Regions from separate parts of the Sus scrofa genome. Here regions 2 and 3 are each linked to region 1. A link is a contact called in public HiChIP or PLAC-seq and promoter capture Hi-C data. All regions are on one chromosome and are shown on one strand. The core of a region is the stretch at or near the end of the contact, and the rest is flanking DNA. Distances in the headings are between cores, read along the strand shown.

Evidence for each region. Promoter capture Hi-C pulls out the DNA fragments that hold promoters and counts their contacts. HiChIP or PLAC-seq counts read pairs in DNA pulled down with a chosen protein or histone mark.
Region 2: a promoter capture Hi-C map of liver shows a contact between it and region 1, with 3 times the contacts expected there. The contact joins the promoter of RAB17 here to the enhancer-like site in region 1. A contact is called at or near these places in 1 of 5 promoter capture datasets (liver), 9 of 47 Hi-C or Micro-C datasets (heart right ventricle, liver, skeletal muscle and 1 more) and 1 of 2 datasets of contacts at active chromatin or transcription factors (skeletal muscle).
Region 3: an H3K27ac HiChIP or PLAC-seq map of alveolar macrophages shows a contact between it and region 1. The contact joins two enhancer-like sites. A contact is called at or near these places in 1 of 5 promoter capture datasets (liver), 25 of 47 Hi-C or Micro-C datasets (alveolar macrophages, blood, brain and 11 more) and 2 of 2 datasets of contacts at active chromatin or transcription factors (alveolar macrophages and skeletal muscle).

Annotation. Positions count from the first base shown.
Region 1 is chr15:137,325,913-137,330,404 of Sscrofa11.1, reverse strand. The region is part of intron 1 of LRRFIP1 (leucine-rich repeat flightless-interacting protein 1); the gene reads right to left. Among named protein-coding and RNA genes, the nearest start is that of LRRFIP1, 45 kb to the right of the region's middle. Within about 2 kb of position 2,039, at least 36 of the 83 cell types and tissues checked have an H3K27ac peak or open chromatin away from gene starts, as enhancers often do. A contact at or near this core is called in alveolar macrophages, fetal liver, liver and 3 more, where this site is marked.
Region 2 is chr15:137,253,247-137,257,738 of Sscrofa11.1, reverse strand. It overlaps RAB17 (RAB17, member RAS oncogene family), which reads left to right and starts at 1,926. Exons shown (of 6, transcript NM_001243950.1): 1 at 1,926-2,115.
Region 3 is chr15:137,395,623-137,400,114 of Sscrofa11.1, reverse strand. The region is part of intron 2 of LRRFIP1 (leucine-rich repeat flightless-interacting protein 1); the gene reads right to left. Among named protein-coding and RNA genes, the nearest start is that of RBM44, 47 kb to the left of the region's middle. Within about 2 kb of position 2,549, at least 27 of the 83 cell types and tissues checked have an H3K27ac peak or open chromatin away from gene starts, as enhancers often do. A contact at or near this core is called in alveolar macrophages, fetal liver, liver and 1 more, where this site is marked.

The DNA of each region.
Region 1 (4,492 bases), core at 790-3,289:
GCCCGCCTACACCACAGCCATGGCCACGCGGGATCTGAGCCACATCTGCGACCTACACCACAGCTTGAGGCGGTGCCGGATCCTTAACCTGCTGAGCGAGGTCAGGGGTTGGAATCCACATCCTCAGAGACAACATCCATGGGGTCCTTAACCCGCTGAGCCACTACGGGCACGTCAGCAAATTTAATTTTTTTTAAAGGAGAAAAGGAAGGCAGGCAGGCAAATGCTGCTTGCATGAAGTACATACACTTAGGCCATTTCACCATAAACTTTCAACAGAAAAGCAACACACAGTAGGAAGAATTTACGTTAATAAAATTCGTGGAGACACAAAGCGGAATGGTGGCGGGGGCTTGGGGGAAGGACACAGAGTGGGTGCGGGATGGGGGACAGAGATTCAGTTTGGAAAAGGGAAAAGGTGCAGAGAGGGGTGGTGGGATGGTTTCCCGACAATGTGACTGCTGCTCACCTGTACGCCCCGAAATGCTTAAATGGTAAATTTTACAGTATGTACATCTTACCACCAAAACGATATTTACGTTAAAAGTTTTTCATGGTAAGAAAATGGCCAAGTCCGCCTCAGGCTGTCTATTTTATGGCATCCTGTCCGGCTACAAAAATGGTGTTTCTGATGCATATGTAATAGAATGTGACACACTTATGACAATGTTGAATGCACACTCAATACACACACACACTCAGAGCACACACCAATAACATCAATGAAAAGATAAACAAGTAAAAAGACCCCAAGAAAATGAAAAAAAAAAAAAAAAAAAAGCCCCAGAGCCATGGCGGTCTTTATGTTACAATGAGAATACAGACAACTTTTTTAGTTCCTTCTACCTTCTGTGTTTTTTGATATTTCTTTTAAAGGAGGAAAATAATGCAGAGCTTCATTCTCCTCTGTAGTTTATTTGAAAAGAAAGGAAGAATGGAAAGAAAAACCTTTATGCTGTGTGTTCCTCGAGGCTTTTAAGCTAAAAGGAAAGGGCCATTAATTAGGCTGCGAACCACTTTCTGGTCTTTCCTATTTTTGCATCACAGATGCCCCTGGCAGGCTGGTGACGCCTGTGGCCGTTCTCAGAATGGTATGTTTCCTTTTCTCTTTTTACAGCTGCACCTGCAGCATATGGAAGTTCCCCGACTAGTGGTCAAATTGGAGCTGCAGCTGCCTGCTTACGCCACGGCCACAGCAACACTGGGTCCAAGCCAATCCTGCAACCCATGCCACAGCTTGGGGTAATGCTGGATCCTTAACCCACTGAGCGGGTCCAGGGATCCAACCCCACACCCTCACAGAGACAACGTTGGCACAATGGGAACTCCTCAGAATGGTATTTTTAAATGCTTATAACAAAGCATAAATTATTAAAATATGATAGAAATGTAATTCACTTGGGTCATCTGGTATTTATTTTGTTCTAGCATACCTGATTTGAATGCTTTTATTTGTTTGCAGGTGCTGGAAAGATTGTTTTAGAGATTGGATCCGGAGAAACTGAAGAAGGATCAAATTAAATATAAAAAAATATATATTATATTTATATATTTAAATATAAAAAATATATATTATATATATATTTAAATATAAAATTTATATATTTAAGTATATATAAAAAATTCAACTTAACCCCCCCAATTTCCTTTGAAATCTCTTTACAATGGAGATTATTCTGAAACCTACTATCAAAATATATTTTTAATTGTGATATAATGTATCAATCACAGCGTTAGCGAGAAAAAGAGGAAATGACCCCAGCTTTGTAAAGAGAAGTAATTTAATATGGGGGCCCACTAAACAGGTGTTGGGTGACTGAGTGGGCAAAGGCGGTTTGGGTCACACAGAGGTAGTAATCGGGGGAACAGCGAGGGCTGGGTTAGTGTACCCCAAAGGCTCAGAAGGCATGGAGCTCCAAGTCTCCAACGGGCATCCACGACCGTGGGCCGGAAAAACCCCAGGAAAGGAACCCGCCCCGGTGCCCGGGTGATGGGCGGTTGCCGGGTGATGCTCAGCGAAACAGGAAGCCGACGGGGAGGAGCAGGTCCCGGCTCCTTCCGCCGCCCCCCGGCCGCCCTCTAGGGGCGACGAGCTGCGCGGAGCCGCGGCCCCGGCGCGGGGAGAAGCGGCGTTTGCAGCGCGGAGGCAGAGGCAGGGGCTTGACGCCCGGCCCGCAGGCGGGCTTCCCCACTGAATGACGGGCGCCCGCATGGCCGTGGGCGTGTCTCCGGCGGTCCGGTGCCACCGAAAAGGGCCACGGGGGTAGGTGGCACTGGGCGGTGAGTGCTTGTCACACTGCTAAAGTTTTCGGCCTCCGTTCCTAACGCTGCTCTTTTTTCCGCCCCGGTTTCAGGGCTCCGTTGACATCGAACCAAAGGCCCTGGGAGGGTTACTGGACCCGAAGTGGAAAATCCTTCTGGGTCTTTCAGGGCGTCGAGTACAGTTCTTTTTTCCTCCTTAATTTTGGCTTTAAAAAGTCACATGATTGATCACATGATTGACCACTGGTCCCCGGTTTCTCGTCAAGGTTTGAAAGAGAAAATAATACTGATCAGGCAAATTCATGCCCCGGGTCACCTCGCACTTAACGGACACTGCCGACCATCCTGCAAACAGTAAACAGGAATTTTCGCATTTTATGGGTCATATTACACCTTTGTCTGAATGCCACAGAAAGTGAAGTCCACACACAGCTGTGCTCACGGCCCGGCCCCACCCCCGGGGGGCACGGAGGGGAGGGTCTCGCCATTCGACAGCCACCGCGTGGGTGGAGGGCGCACAGAGACCCCGCAGCTGCCGCTGTGACAGTGAGCACGGGCCCTCAGACCTCCGGGGCAAGACTGATGCCACATAACTGCACAATAAGTAATTAACTAAGTAATGAGGCGTGTGACACGTGCGGCCACATTAACTGGAAACACCCCCACACCCTGCCCGGGGAAGGGAATGCAGACAGACAACTCAGCCTTGTTTCTGAGGAAACAAGATGATTCCAGGGACGTGGGGAGGAGGAGGGCCCTCCTGTGAAGCCCATGGGCTCCCTGCCCTTGCCCCGTGGGCAAAGTGCAAGCTCCCAGAGGTCACCTGGACATCACCCTCCTAGGTGCCGCCTGGCGTCCTGCCACCAGACGGTGGCCTTTTCATCCCACGGGCCAGTGACAGAAGAGTCTGTTCTGCCTCCTGGTGGTGATTTCAAACCCGACACCAAATCTCCAGCTTTCTTCTGTTCCCTGAGATCATTTATAAAAACTGGAGCGTTTGTAATACAAGAGGGCCCGGCCCTCAGCTGAGGAACTTGGGCAACAAGCTCACCTATGTCAGCGTTTTATTTAACGTAGAAACGTCACCACTCTTCTGACTCACAGAGGCAATGTACACGCATTGATAAGTCTCATCATTTCTTTTTTTGGGTCACACCCAGGGCACTGGAAAGTTCCCAGGCCAAGGATCGAACCTGCACCACAGCAGTGACAACGCTGGATCCTTAACCTTCTGGCTCACCTGCTGGTTAGCTACTAGGGATCTCCAGTCTACTCCGCCCATAAACTCTAACAATTCCACCAACAGGGAAGGAATTTCATTAATGCCCTATGAAGTGAAAAACTGTAACTATTAAAAAGACACTGAAAGTCAGTATTTCGTGGTTTATCCACAGCAATCCTTGAAGACACAAGATGAATCACATTACAAGATTTGTTTAGAGCTTCAGACTAAGGGAAATATTTTAAAATATATATCATCTGTTCTTAGGTATTGGTAAGGTCTTATTTCAACATATGATAAAGTAGTTATTCTCTTAGAACAACCAGAATAATAAACTACATATAAAACGAACTTAAATTTAGGTCAATACTTTTGTTTAAAGGCAAGATAAAATTTGTGTTATGCGGGTGCGGAAAATGTTCTGCTTCCAGTCTGAACAATATGATCCTGACGGATACCTAAGAATTTTTAAATCTTTGATTTCTGTTCAATTTTTATTTTTGAGACATTAAATTTTCATTGAACACAAAATTCTCTCTTTGCTGAAGAACTAGATTTTCCATCTATACTGTAAGAGTCTCTATGTTCTCTATTGAATTTATTTATTTATTTATGTTTTGTCTTTTGTCTTTTTACGGCCACACCCACAGCATATGGAGGCTCCCGGGCTAGGGGTCCAGTCGGAGCCACAGCCACAGCAACGTGGGATCCAAGCCGCATCTGCAACCTACACCACAGCTCATGGCAATGCCAGATCCTTAACCCATTGAGTGAGGCCAGGGCTCGAACCTGCAACCTCATGGTTCCTAGTCAGATTTGTTCCCACTGCACCATGATGGGAACTCCTTTATTGAATTTAAAAAGTCACTGACAGGGAGTTCCCTTGCAGCACAATGGTTAAGTATCCAGTGTTGTCACTGCAGCAGCTGGGGTCATTGCTGTGGCACGGGTTCGATCCCTGGCCTGGGAACTTTCACGTGCCTCGGGCATGGCCCAAAATAAAACAAA
Region 2 (4,492 bases), core at 677-3,176, 73 kb after region 1:
CCTCAAGGAAGCCAGCTATCCCTTGTGAGAAGCCTGGGGGAGCCTCTAAGAGCTGAGAGAGGCCCCAGTGGACAGTCAGCAGCAAAACGGGTCCTCCGTCTTATAACAGCAAAGTACTGGATTCGGCCAAGAATAATGTGAGTTTGGAGTGGACCTCAAAAAAAAAACAAACAAACAAACAAACAAAAAAATCTTCGGACAAGACCTGGCTTTCAAACCTGTGGTCTGGCTGCAGGTGCAAAACTCCCATTTGAGTATCAGACGCTAGTTATTAACAATTCTGTCTCTTGCATTCCTGCCATAAAATTGTATTAACAACTCCCCCACACTCTGTGCCCCTTGCAGCCTGCAGGGAGGTGGATGCCTTACGGAAAGGGGGCAGCAGCTCAGCACCGTCGCAGAAAATCACCCGCATATATTTTATTTATTTATTTATTTATTTAGTCTTTTTAGGGCCACACTTGCAGCATATGGAGGTTCCCGGGCTAGGGATCTAATTGGAGCTGCAGCCACCAGCCTATGCCACAGCCACAGCAATGCCAGATCCGAGCCATGTCTGAGACACCACAGCTCACGGCAACCCTGGATCCTTAACCCACTGAGCGAGGCCAGGGATTGAACCCGACACCTCACGGTTCCTAGTCGGATTCATTTCCGATGTGCCACAATGGAAACTCCCTCTCCTGTTTTAGAACTGGACCCTCTGGCACCTGGGTTCTGAGCCGGGCATCGCATCGGCCCCCGACCTTTGGGGTCTGGTCTGCACGTGGGGGATGGGGTTGCCATTCGAAAGGGGAGGGAGGGACTGAGTCTTTAAAGTGACAAGGTCCTGGCAAGGCGGCAAGCTGCAGGTGGCCTCCAGGGAGGGAAGAAGAACCCCTGCTCCGGAGGGGGTGTGGGTGCAGCAGAGAGTAGCTGGTCCAGGCAGGGGCTGGTGGGAGAGGTCCCAGCAGGGACCTAGCACAGACGTCCCCCTCCAGCAGAAGACCCCAGGACCCCAGGAGCGGGGAACCCTGGTGATGACGGGGTGTGACTCCCAGGAACCTCAAATGAAGATGAGCCGGGAGAACATAAAGAAAGTGGGCTTTCTGTACCTTCTCTGCAGACAGATTCAGCCGACAAATTTCTACTTTGCTCAGCACACAGCCTCCCCCCACCTCAATGCTCAGACCTTATCTAGGTTTTTTGTCTTTTTACAGCTGCACCTGTGGCATATATGGAGGTTCCCAGGCTAAGGGTGGAATCAGAGCTGTAGCCTCTGGATACACCACAGCAACATTGGATCCTTAACCCACTGAGTGAGGCCAAGGATTGAACCTGCGTCCTCATGGTTCCTAGCTGGGTTCATTACCGCTGAGCCTAAGAGCCATGTGAAGAATCTGGAAGGCCCAAGGTGTCCTTCCTCTGTCTGTGCCCAGCCCCCACCCCCGCGGAGGGCTGGTCAGGTGTCGGGGTGACGGAGCAGGAGATGGCCTTAGACAGGTACAGCCCCCAGTGGCATCCAGCCAGGAGGCGTCTGTGACCCGCCCAGCCTGGCTGGCCTCTGGTTCCAGGCGCACCGCCCCAACCCCCCAGCTTTTTGTGGGAGGAATGAATTCATTGGATCAAAGCCTTCTTTCTCTTCTGGGCTCAACTAGCGTCAAGTGCCATAAAGACCCCCACAGCTGGAGGAAGGAGGGAACTCTTTAGCATGGAAATGAGACCCTAACAAAACGGAGCAGCTCAGCCAGAGCTGGGGACCCGGCGGAGTGTGACTTCCTGCAGGTGTGCAGGTGCTCCAGCTTTCAGGTCCAGCCTCCCGCCTGCCCCAGGTGACCACGTGACCGTGGGGGACTTTGCCCTGGAAGCCTCTCGGAAGGGAGGAGGCCTGACCTTGGGGGAGGGGGCTGGGCCTGGCCTTGGCCCGAGGCTGCCCTGCCGGCTCATACCTATTCCTGCGGGAGGCAAGCCTCCGCCTGGCCCACTGCCACAGGCACGCCCCGGCCCCACCTGTGGAGGGAACAAACCTTTCCTCTGGTCAGAAGTGGGGAGAAAGGGGACACAGGCAGGGGCCCGGCAGGACCCGGTGATGACAGGCTGTCAGGCTCGCTGCAAGTGACCAGGCCCGCGGAACGAGTGAGTCATTGTTTAAACTTCTGCGTGTGTGTCTGTGTGTAAATGCCTGTGTGTCTGCATCTGCGTGTGTTTGTGTGCATGTGTGTCGGTGTATCCGTGTGGGTGATGTGTGTATGTGTCTTGTGTCTCTGTGTGTCTGTATCTCTGTGTGTGTGTCTCTGTGCGTGTGTGCGGGTGATGCGTGTCTGTGCGTTGTGTGTCTGTGTGTCTGTGCATGAGCCCCTGTGCCCATGCTCAAAAGGGCAAAGTGAGAGGTAAGGAGTGCGTTCTCCTGAGCCCCCGAGGGGCCCTGGCTTGTCCCCCATGGCTTGCTAGGTCTGGGTCCAGGAAGGACAGGGCTGTTTAAACGGTGGCCTCTGGGAAAATTCCAGGTAAACCGCAGGTAATGAATAGGAGCCCTTACAGGAATCCATTTCAAATGGGTCACGATGCTCAAGGGATACGGCCTGACGGGGAGCAAACAACTCCTGGAAAGTCCTGGTGTTCCTTACCTGCCCGGGCGGGCAGGGCGCTCGCAGTCTCTGCAGCCCTGACCCTCCCCTGGAGTGGCCCCTCCCCCAAGAAGATGGCTCTGGATTTGTCATCTTTCCCTTTTGTCCTTGGTAGAAGGGGCTGAGCTCAGAAGATGTGAAAAGCCCCAACCAAAATGCTCGAGGGCGTCCCTCTTGGCCTCGCGAGGCATGTGGCGATTCTGGGAACTCTCTCCTCTCGGCTCTTGGACGGGCTTCAGTCACCCCGTCTTGGGGAAATGCAGAGGCCAAGACAGGGGTCACATTTTAGATTTTCTCCATGAATCGAGCCCTCCGACCTCTGATGACCAAACACAACATGTCATCACACAAAAAAGGACACACGAAAATGCTTACTGCAGTCTTACTTATTACAGAGGGAAAAATAAAGCCAAGTGAAAAGTCCAGGACCAGAGAGCTAGGTAGTAAGTGGAGCAACCTGGAATGTTACGTGGTCATGAAATTCCTAGAGGCTGAAGGCATCTATAACATATATAGCAATGTGGGAAACTGCCCTTGATATGTCTTAAGGTTTGGGGGGTTTTGTTTGTTTGTTTTTGTTTTTTCTTTTGACCGTGACATGTGCCCACTTGATATGGGATCTCAGGTCCCAGACCAGGGATCAAACCCAGGCCAGGGTGGCAAAACCATGGAGTCCTAACCACCAGACCACCAGGAAACTCCTTCTTAAGTTTTTTTAAAAATGTGGGATACAGGAAGTTCCCTTCATGGCTCAGTGGTTAACAAACATGACTAGGATCCATGAGGATGCGAGTTCGATCCCCGGCCTCCCTCAATATGTTGTGGATCTGGCGTTGCCAGGAGCTGTGGTGTAGGTGGCAGATGTGGCTCTGATCTGGCCATGGCTGTGGCTGTGGCGTAGGCCAGCAGATGTAGCTCAGATTCAACCCCTAGTCTGGGAACTCTGTATGCTGTGGGTGTGGCCCTAAAAAACCAAAAGCAAAAAAAAAAAAGTAGGATACAAAATTTTATGTTAAAATTATAGTTTGTTTGTTTGGTTTTTTTAGAGGAGGGAGTTCCCATTGTGGCACAGTGGTTAATGAATCCGACTAAGAACCATGAGGTTTCAGTTCGATCCCTGGCCTTGCTCAGTGGGTTAAGGATCCGGCGTTGCTGTGAGTTGTGGTGTAGGTCACAGATGCGGCTCGAATCCTGCGTTGCTGTGGCTCTGGCGTAGGCCGGTGGCTCCAGCTCCAATTGGACCCCTAGCCTGGGAACCTCCATATACCGCGGGAGCGGCCCTAGAAAAGGCAAAAAGACCCCCACCCCCCCAAAAAAAAGATTTTTAGAGGAAAAACTAGAAGAAAGTAGGCAAAATACCATCTCTTGTTGTATTAAGGGTGTGGGGTTATGCGTAAGTTCATTTTTTTCATATTGACAATTAAGTCGTTATATGTAGGATAAAGAGGTGTGTCACCACAGTAACGGTTCCTTCATTCATAGTCTACCTGTTTTGGCTAATTCCGAAATGTTTCAGGGTAAAGGTCTTCTTTGTGCCCATAAATACCCAGGAAAACTTGAAGGATGACCTCTAAATATTGACAATGCATTGCTGTCGCTGCGTTAGAACTTTGTATGTGAAATAACAGCACAAATCAGTGGAATATCTGGTTGAAAGCAGACACTGTAAGCCCTTTAGCCAGAGACAAGGTATTAGCTGCTGTGGCAGAGAAAACTCAGGAATTCCATCCCTTTTTTTTTCTTTTAATGATTTTTATTTTTCCCATTATAGCTGGTTTACAGGGTTCTGTCAATTTTCTACTGTACAGCAAGGTGACCCAGTCACACATACATGAAAACATTCTTTTTCTCACATGATCCTGCTCCACCACAAGGGACTACATATA
Region 3 (4,492 bases), core at 1,300-3,799, 69 kb before region 1:
ATGTGAAAAGCTAATCCTTCACATGTTTAAATCATCAAAATGCAACCCATCAACACACATGGCTACACTTCTGCTCCCCTGTGCAAAGCTCCCTCCTCTCAGCAGGAGCCCCAACTCTCTTGCGCTTCTTAGACCAGACTTTAGAAACTGAGCGATGCCATTCTTTTTTTTTTTTTGTCTTGGGTGTTCCTGGGTCAGGGATGGAACCCTTGCCACAGCAGTGACCTGAGCTGCTGCAGTGACGATGCTGGGCCCTTAACCTGCTGAGCCACCAGGGGCCTCCAGAGCGATGCGATACTGTGTCACCGCACAGTCATTTTCTAAGTTTGGAAGCACCTTCCCCAATTCTGTTTTCACTTCGACCTGAACTAAGTCCTGGGTTCAGGCATTTGGAGGTGGAGGGGGCTTCTCACGGGACAGGGGAGAAGAGCACTCACCACTGGGCTGGCCCGCGCCGAGCTGGCTCTGGAGGAGGCGCGGGAGCTGGACTTGAGCTGGCCGCTGTGCTCCGAGGGCTGCCCACACAGCCGGCCGGGACAGTCGGACAGAAACAAAGAACAGGTCAGCAAAGGCAGGAGGAGGACCGAGGCCCCGCGCAGCCCAGAGGAAGGCAGGCGAGGGCGCGGGGAGTGTGGCCAGCACCGGCCCCCCAGGAACGGGAACGAAGCTGCTTCCCGCTCAGGCCACTCAAAACACAGGGCTTAATCATGCTATCAGAGGAACACACAATTCCGGGTTAGGAGGGGAGAGCACACACAGCATCTGATCGGCTGGGGTGCGGAGGACACCTCGTTTCTGTGCAGAGAAGCATCCCTCTGCGAGGAAGGGGCTGGCCTGGAGACCGTGAGCCGTGACGCCGGCCCCCACCTGGCACAGACCCGGAACGGGGCCAGGGCGCCTGGTGTTGGGGAAGCGGAAAAGCTGGCTTGCCTATTCTCTTTCTACGTGAAAACCTGATACGATTGAGGCTTCATACAGAATCGGGCCTGGCTTATTGGAGAGTCACATGACCGTCTATCTGGTTGCTTGTGTGCCTACGTGTCTATCCACCCACCGAAACTTTCTCTCTTTTTCTCTCCTTCCTGCATTTTTGGCCGCCCCGAGGCATACGGAATTTCCTGGCCAGGGATCAGATCTGAGCCGCAGTCGTGACCTAAACCACAGCTGCGGCACCCTCTCTTTTGCTGGAGTCAAAAACACCAGCCACTCACGTACCTGGAAACTTCCTCTTAGTTTTGATGTGTATTCACATTTGTTCTAGCCCTAAATATACCTGCCCCTGAAAAAAAACTTCTCACCTTCCTCTTGAGCTAGGCAGGGTCGGGGGAAGGTGGCAGGGGAGGCAGGATTTCAGCACCCGGGGGGGTCTGAGCAGCCAGTCAGGCCCACCGACTGGGCTCCACCCGGGCCTCCCCACCTGCGGCAGAGCCCCCGCTGCACATTACAAGGAGCTGCCGCACTTCAGGGGTGCGTGTGCAACACTAGCGCAGATACCCTCACCAAGTTTGCCTGGTTTTCCACCCGCGTGGAATTGCCGAGGGCTGCGTCTGTGTCTGTTTTGTTCCCTGCTGAATCCCCAGCGCCCAGACAAGGCCTGGCGCGCAGCGGGCACTGGAGGAGTACTTGCTGGAGGACCCACTACAACGTGAAGCGCCTTGGTCCAGACGAGCAAGCTCTCGAGACCGTCCTGCCTAACCTCCTGGCCCTGCTGGATAAACAGTTACTGTGTATTTACACACACACTGTGTAAGATGCTGTCTCGGCCGCACAGACCACGCGCTCTACACGGACCACGTGTGAGAGTCACTGCCGCGTGTGGCGTGTGTACGAGAAATTTACCAGCATTCCCAGCCTCGCCTTTCAGCTTTATTGTTCAAAATAAAGGAAGACGCCTAACGTCAGCCTTGAAAGCAGAAGTATTTCGCCTCTGGGTTTGCTGCTCCGAGGGAGGAACACCTGCCCCCTGCAGACAAGTTCTAGTATGTTCCGTGTCACTGGTTTACGGTGCAGAGATAGGACAGACTGCTGTTAACAGGGCTTGTTTCCAGCCCAAGTCTCCCCAGCTCCTGAGTCAAAAACTGCTCTGAAGTTGCCTGATCTGACCTGATCACTCGGCAAAGGATTAGCATAAAGTCTGCCTTGCTGCGGTCTGTGTGGCACCTCGGGAGTCACCGGTATGATGGAGGCGGCGTGGCCAAGGTGGGCTGACGGGAGGTAGAAAGGTCTGAGTCCAGGGTCCGCCTCTTATCGGCCACGAGACCTGGTTCGGGTTACGTAGCCTGTCATCAGCACCACGAAATAAGGACACTGACCGCCCAGGCTGAGGATTTCGCAAGAGAAGGCAAGCCGGCTTCCCCCTGCTGTCACTTTCTGCTGGAGACAACGCTCATGGCTCCTGGTCACGACAGCGTCCCAAAGGGTCAGAACAACTAAAAAGGCCACTTGGCACACAGCCCAGGTCCTTCCTCCAACGCACCCACCTTAGCACTGGGAGGAGGATGAAAACAGGGAGGTTTTCAAGCAAAACTGTTTTGCGTCCAAGACCTGGTCACTTAATCGTTAACTAATTTAACTAGTGAGTCATTTAATTGTAAACACCTACTGCGTCTGAGGCTAACTTCTTGGGAGAACGGGGACGGGGACAAGACTTTCATGGTGGGCTCAGCACTGTCCTGTGCAGACTTGGGGTCAGCCTGGACTCTGAGGTCACCACCAGAGGGACCCCCAGCCCCCTCACAAGGGCAGGTGCGTTTGTCAGCAGCCACAGCTCCGAGCTGATGGAGAGCCTGGCAGGCTGCGCTCCCGGGCGTGGGGAGCTCCGCATCCGCTGGGCTGGACGCCTCGGGGAGGGGAGGTGGGGGGGGACCAGAGCTTAGCGGCCCTGCCCTCCCACTCAGCCTGCTGATCTGCGGGCACCGGATGATGGCCCAAAGATCCCCAAGGGGACTTTACCCCGGGGTTCAATGTGTCCCATTTAATCCAACAGATGTGTACTGTGTGTGCCTTCTTTGTGGGAGGGCAGCGTTAGTGCAGAAACAAAAAAAATGTGTTTTCATTCTTTTATTTCTTCTGCACAACGTGATCCCAGGGGCATGCAGCCCCACGTTAGGCCTGCTTTACCTTCAAAGCCATCCCTCCTGCCGGAGGCTGAAAGCCCAACATAACAACACAAGAGCCATCGGCAGTGCCAGGAAGCACCCTGACGGCCGGGAATCAGCTGCTCAGCAAAGCTCCTCTACAGAGGTGACGTTTAAAGAGAATCCACGGTGTACATCCTGCCAGACACTCGAAAGAAGTTCTGCCTGGGTCACCAGAGATCCACATCGCGCTTGGGAAGCGCATTCTCTGCAAGAATTAGGGCGCTGTCTCTTACGGAGAAAAGAAAACCATTTAGCTGCCTTCTTGCCGTCATGTGGGCCAGAGCTATTTCATCCACTCCAAAGGGTTTAAGAGCTTTCTCAAGGCCTCAAAAATATTTAAGAACTGGGAAAAAGACTTAAAATAGTGGGCTCCACCCCACTAAAATGTACTCAATATGAAATTAGCTGGTGTTTAATTAGATGTCAAAAAACCCTCATGGTATGCCAATCACTAGGTTTAATATTTATAAAAATTCACTCTGAAGAAAACTGTAGGTGACCTTGGCTTACTTCATGAGAATTCCCCAGTCTTCACGGTGACTGGAGAAACTGACTAGATCATAAAACTGGATTATTTAGCCAATTGATTAAGTAACCAATAATTTTCTTTTCTTTTCCCTTTTTTTTTTTTTTTTTTTTAGGGCCACACCCACGGCCAGGGATCAAACCCGCAACCTCATGGTTCCTAGTCGGACTCGTTTCTGCTGCGCCAGGACGGGAACTCCAGTAGCCAATAATTTTCAAAAGCACTTTCAAGTATTTCTTAGTGAGCCCTCACAGTTTGTATGGGACGAGGAGAATCTCTTTTTCTTTGTTTTTTTTTAGCTTGAGGCATGCTGTGGCTTGATGTGAGATCTCGGTTCCCAGGCCAGGGACTGAACTCGAGGCCGCAGTGGTGAAAGCACCACATCCTAAACACCAGGCTGTCAGGGAGCTCCGAGGATGCATATTTACAGGATTCGTGGAGCATCCTTGGTGCCCAGGAGCATTTGCCTCTGGGGACTGCCCCCCGGGGCTGATGCCATTTCAGCCGGTCCTCAGGCCAGGCCGGGAGCTCCCTCACGTCCAAGGGCGGATCCCATGTTCCGTTTTGTTTACCTTTATCCTTCATTCATTTGCCTATTTTTTTCCTTTTTTCTTTTCTTTTTTTTTGCTTTTTAGGGCTGTACTCTCAGCACAAGGAGGTTTCCAGGCCAGGGGTTGAACCGAAGCTACAGCTGCTGGCCTAAACCACAGCCACGGCAATGCCAGACCCTTAACCCAGTGAGGGGGGCGAGGGATCGAAGCTGCCACCCCATGGTTATGAGTCGGATTTGCTTTCGCTGCGCCACAATGGGAGCGCCGTCATTTGC